Linked DNA regions of Mus musculus: region 1 is linked to region 2. A link is a contact called in public HiChIP or PLAC-seq data. All regions are on one chromosome and are shown on one strand. Each heading gives the region's core, a stretch centred on a gene start, on an enhancer-like site or on the middle of the called end of the contact. The rest is flanking DNA. Distances are from core to core; before and after follow the strand shown.

The links. HiChIP or PLAC-seq counts read pairs in DNA pulled down with a chosen protein or histone mark.
Region 1: a FOXA1 HiChIP or PLAC-seq map of pancreatic cancer cells shows a contact between it and region 2. The contact joins the promoter of Cand2 here to the enhancer-like site in region 2. A contact is called at or near these places in 1 of 39 promoter capture datasets (cranial neural crest), 1 of 115 datasets of contacts at active chromatin or transcription factors (pancreatic cancer cells) and 1 of 9 other capture datasets (macrophages).

The regions. Positions count from the first base shown.
Region 1 is chr6:115,773,263-115,776,105 of GRCm38.p6, reverse strand. It overlaps Cand2 (cullin-associated and neddylation-dissociated 2 (putative)), which reads right to left and starts at 1,549. Exons shown (of 15, transcript NM_025958.2): 1 at 1,428-1,549. The coding sequence starts at 1,495. Mir7660 (microRNA 7660) reads right to left here and starts at 449; the gene lies at 387-449.
Region 2 is chr6:114,981,248-114,984,125 of GRCm38.p6, reverse strand. No RefSeq gene overlaps it. Among named protein-coding and RNA genes, the nearest start is that of Gm38876, 37 kb to the right of the region's middle. Within about 2 kb of position 1,290, at least 8 of the 459 cell types and tissues checked have an H3K27ac peak or open chromatin away from gene starts, as enhancers often do. A contact at or near this core is called in pancreatic cancer cells, where this site is marked.

The DNA of each region.
Region 1 (2,843 bases), core at 300-2,799, 790 kb before region 2:
GGGCGGGGGTTGGGAGGAGGCTCAGGCTCTTGGTATTCAGACTTTTAAAAATAGAAACCATTCTCATATGCTCAGGGTGGTTTTAGGTGTCCTCAACGCTGCTGGCAGGGACAGATTTAAAGGGCTTCTCAGGCCCTGAGTGATAGAGCCAACTCCCTGATAGGCCCAGGAGTCATTCCCTCAACTCTGGCAGGCCATGTGACTTTGAGTAAGTCAAAGCCCCCTCCAGACTTCTGGAGAACAGAAAGAACTTGGGCCCAAAGAACAAAGAACAGTCTACCAGGACCTGCCCCGTTTCCCTGCACAGAGTCAGGACAACCATTCACAAAGCACTTACCTGCTACCTAAAGCACAAACAGCTAAGCTAAGGCTCAGAGGGCATGGAGTACTTTGCCCATCACTTACAGATCTAGTTAGTGATGGTTGCCGAGATCTGAAGCCAGGGCAAAGGATCCCAAGCCCTACTACCACTGTGGGGCTTAGGGCTGCACAGAGATTTTTGAGGACTGTATTTACAGGACACGGAAAAGGTCAGACCACACAAATAGGCTTCTGGCCCCTCCGGACTGGCTAGATTGGGAATCCCACTGACACCTCCAACTCTGCTTGGCCCTACCGTTAGCATTGTATCCAGGCCCTTCATGTCCCTGAACCTAATTTTCCCTGTTTGTAATCGGAGGGATAACTACTGTGACAGAAGACTCAGAATGGTGCACTGTCCTGTTGACTTGAGGGTCCACAACTGACCAACAACCCCTTTTTATCACTGAACCTCAGTTTCCCCTGCAAGAGGGGCTGCATCAGATATTCCCATTCCTCTTGCCAACTCTGTTCCTGTGTTTCTGTGGTGTTTGGAGAGGAGGATAGGAGAAAAAGAATGGGGGAGAGAGATAGCCCTCACCCCAACCTTTGCTTCCTGCTCTAAACCATCTTGGGAGAGGAGGGGAATAAGGAAGATGGGGTGGTGATGAGGGGCCAGGGAGAAAAGGCACGGGATGAAAAGAAAGAGATGAAAGAAAAGTAAAGTTTGTTAGGGTTAGGAGACCCGGTAGGGGTACAGGGTGCGGGGGATGGGGTAACCTAGAGACCGGGCAGAAGTGTGGGTCTCGGAAGATAGCCTTGGATGGAGGTTGTGCAGGGAAGCGGCCTGTTTCAATGAGGGTCAGAAGAGGACTGCACTGGGTTCCAAAGAGAGGCCGACGGGGACTTCACTGGAGAGCCTGGGGGGCGCCCAGTGTTGGGGACTTGAGAGGCCAGCACAGCAAAGGCGGGAAGAGGCTGGGGGCGGGGCTGCAGGCCCAGCCAGGCCCAGGCGAAGAGGCCGGGGGCTCCCACAGGGGTCCGCAGGGGGGGGGCAGGGGAGCAGAGGGGCGGCCGGGACAGGCTGAGACCCCTGAAAACGAGTCCCGAGCCCCCACAGGGCGCACCTGAAGTCTTTGTCGCTGGACGTCATCTTCTCCAGCAGGCTGGAGATGTAGAAGGCACCGGTACTCATGCTGGCTGCGCCGCGGGGTTGCGGGTCGAATCGAATATGGCGGCGCGGCCTCCCCTCCCCTCCACCACGCCCCCTCCCCCACCGGCCACGCCCCTTCTCTCTCTCTCTCTCTCTCTCTCTCTCTCTCTCTCTCTCTCTCTCTCTCTCTCTCTCTCTCTCTCTCTCTCTCTCTCTCTCTCTCTCTCTCTCTCTCTCTCTCTCTCTCTCTCTCTCTCTCTCTCTCTCTCTCTCTCTCTCTCTCTCTCTCTCTCTCTCTCTCTCTCTCCCCTCCTGTCCCGAGCAGGACTGAAGTAACGGGCCTGGCCCCCTCTCCTGGACAGCTCTGCTCAGCATGGGCACCAGCAGCTCACCACCCGGCCCTGACCACGCCTTCTCCCGATTGTGCCTTGAAGACCCCTTGACTTTGCTCTCTCAATGGCACTCATGCAAACAGGGACATGGGATGGCAATTCCAGATTCTACCAGGTTCCACACAGCCAAAGAACCTGAGATGAATTAAGGACGGACTTCAGGTTCCCAAAGCCGAGAGCAATAGCTGTTCCCTAAAGTTGATCACAGTTTTCCCCAGTTAGGAGGTGTGTGTGTGTGTGTGTGTGTGTGTGTGCGCGCGCGCGCGCGTAGATCTTTAGGGGGACTCTTTAAACTGGAAAGGAAGTGTCGCTTCAAATCTCTGCTACCTAGCTTGGGGAGTCACACAACCTCTGCTGGCTATTTTTAGTTACTCAAAGGAATAAAAGAAACCTTTATCTTTCTTGCTTTGTTTTGTTTTTTCTTTTTTGTTTTTGTTTTTGTTTTTTGAGACAAGGTTTCTCTGTATAGTAATTGCTGCCCTGAAACTCACTTTGTAGACCAGGCTAGCCTCAAACTCAGAGACCTGCCTGCCTCTTTCTCCCAGGTATTGAGATTAAAGGCATGCACCAAGACCCTGGTTAAGAAAGTTTTATCTTAAATGTATTAAAATTTCTGTTTTGGTTCTTCTCTACCACAGAGCCACACCCTCAGGTTGGTAAAAGGAAATCTAGGGGGCTGGGGTGTCTCATACCTGCAATTCCAGAACTTGGCAGGTGAAGGCAGGAAGGCAGGAGGATCAAAATTTCAACCTTGGCTACATAGATCCTGTCTTTAGAAAAAAAGATAAAGAAAGGAAGGATTTAAATGAGACATCTGCTACATCTTTGATTTCCGACTCCTAATCCAACTTCTCTTCCTCTAGATGACTGAACAGTGGCTACAAAGTCCCAAGCCTTGGAGGCTAGGGACCTCTACATTTCTCCTAGTCTTCTTGCTCCTGTCTCGCTCACACCTATGTGGCCATCCCAGAAGAAAGTCATTGTTTCATGAATGAGAA
Region 2 (2,878 bases), core at 41-2,540:
ACTGACTTGAAGGATTCATCACTGTGAATATCAGCTCAGAATCTACTTGGCACACCCCTGATGAGGGTCAGGAAGAGAGTGGACCCCAAGGAAATGATGGCTCCTGACCTGCATGGAAAAGACACTACTACTACTACTACTACTTCCAATGTATACAGAGGGCGCTGGAGAGATGGGCCCATGGTTAGGGGCACTGGCTGCTCCTGCAGGGGATCTAAGTTGGATTACCAGCACCCACCCAACTGCCTGCAACTCCAGTTCCAGAAGATCCAATGTCCTTGACTAGGCTCTGCAAGCAGTGTATGCACGACACAGACACACAGACACAGACACACACACAGACACACAGACACACACACACACACACACTACATCGCAAAAATTCTTCTAAAAATGTTTATTAAATGGGGAATGGCATTCAGTAACCAGTAAAGGGAGGAGAAGCCATACTCTCAGGTCCTGTTGGCAGAATCTAACATGCAGTAGCTGTTCAATAACTGTGACATTGAAAACCATCGTGAGTCTTGAGCACCTCAAAAGGCAACAACACTTAGCATCTACTATAGTCCAGGTACTATAAAGACCCGAAGGAACTTATTTTTAAAAGGAAAGCTAGAATTTGACTCCCAGATTACCTGATGACCAGTCATTATATGATGCTGGACCATGCTAATTTCACTCATGAGGATGAACAGGCATGAAGCAGGATCTACCTTGGGGAGGATAGATGTTTTATGAATGAAATCACGATGGGTTGTGCAAACAGTCTGGCAAATCTGGACCCTATAGCCAGCATCCCCCACAGGGTGAATGAGTCAGTCAGCTCTGCGCTGTTCAGTGGTGTGGCCAGCAGGGCAGAACTCCTTAGAGGTTTTTCTGTGGCTCTGGGGGTCTCTTGGTTGTGAGAGGATGGGTACTTTACCAAGCTGCCTTGGCAGCAACTGTTGAATGCAGTTTATAGCAAAGGTGACAATGTCCTTCTCTTCAGGGTCAAGCTGAGCATCGTGGCTGGACAGAATCAAGTGTCCCTAACACTGGAAGGCTGGTCTGCTTGTCCAAGTCCCTCCCCATCACCTGAAAAAGATTCTGTGCCGGTAAGTTTTTGTCAACGTGATACAAGCGAGGGCCATCTGGGAAGAAAGAGCCTCAGTCGAGAAAAAGTTTCTATTTGAGGCTTGTGGGCAAGTTTGGTTTTGTTTGTTTTTTGATTAATGATTGGTGTAGGAGGGTCCAGCCTACTGTGACTGGTGCCACCCCTGAGCAGGTGGCTCTGGGATATATAGAAATGCAATCAAATCAAGCCATGAGAAGCAAGCAGGTAAGCAACGCGCCTCCATGGCTCTGCTTCAGTTCCTGTCTGCTGGTTCCCATGAGCTCCTGCCCTGGCTTCAGTTAGTGATGAACTGTGATCTGGGAAGTGTGAGCTGAAATCAACCCGTTCCTCCCCAAGCTACTTTGAGCCATGGTACTTACCACAGCAATAGAAAGCTGCCTGGTGGGCTTGTTCTTTGGGTCACTCAGAGGAAGATGTCTGCAAGGTCCAGACTTCTGATGAGACGTAGCTATGCCATTCTTTGCCAGATCCCTAGATATTGTGTTGTCTGGTCTCTCTAACTAACTGTGAATGCCATTCCTAAGGCATCCTTTGCCAGCTTAGGGTAGGCATCTGGCCAGGCTGGGGCTGAGGAAACTAGGGAGGTAGGGAGAAAGGACCCCGCCAACCAGGCTCAGGATAGTAGGCTTTCCCAGTGTTTCTCAGGCTTAGAGGACATACCTAGCAAGCTTCCTATGTGGGTAGTGTGAAGACTGGAGAGAACAGAATTTTAGTCAGATGTGCTCAGTTGCTGTTGTGGCTCCTCAGGAAGGTGTTGTGGGTTGAGATGGTCCTCTGCACTTCAGCCTGGCTCTGTCAGGCCAGCTGTGCAGTCTTGGGGAAATAGCTGAACCTCTCTGAGCATTGATTTGCTCAGATAAAAAATGGTGAGTGATAGACCTGTCATCACAGTCATTGTAAAGGTGAACTTTGATCTCCCACTGTGAGACACTGAAGAGGGACATGGGATCTGATGTTAGATGCTTGGAGGAGGGACTGCAGGAGGTAGGTGCTCGGGGTTTGGTTGTCAGGTCTTCAGGGTGTAGCCTTATGGTCAACATGCAGATACCTGTGCAAAGATGGAGCCAGGGCCTTGGATACCGTTGGCTGGGTGAGGGCTTGTTTGCATGCAGGCATCCTGGATTCAGTCTCTGGAACTACCAAAACAACTACCAGATTTATAAAGAAGAGGAAGCAGGACTCGTGTGACTCTCCCTATCTGTCACCATGACTGCTGCACCATCTGAGACTCGGCCAGCAAACAGTCCCTTGCCAGACACCTGGGGCCATGCGCATGCACTTCCCACCTCCTAAATTATGAATCGAAGAAACCTTTCCTCTTCTTAAACATTAAAAAGCTACACTTATTAATTTGTGTGTGTGTGTGTGTGTGTGTGTGTGTGTGTGTGTGTGTGTGTGTGTGTAGGCCAGAGGACAACTTGTACAGTTGGTTCTTCCCTTCTACAGTGTGAGTTCTGTGGATCAAACTCAAGTCATTAGTCTCGGTGGTAAGCACCTTTACCCAACAAACCCAAACCTTATTTCTTTATAAAGTTGCCATGCTTCTGACATTTGGGTATAACAACAGAAAACTCACTATGACACTTGGTTTAGGTCTTTTCCTCCTGAAAGCAATCAATTCCTAAGACAACTTTTCTCTCCCCTCCCCTCCCCTCTCCTCCCCTCCCCTCCCCTCCCCTCCCCTCTTCTCACCTCATATCTTTTTTTCTTTGCCTTTTCTTTATTGTCATGTTCTCTTGTAGCCCAGGCTAGCCTTAAACTCCC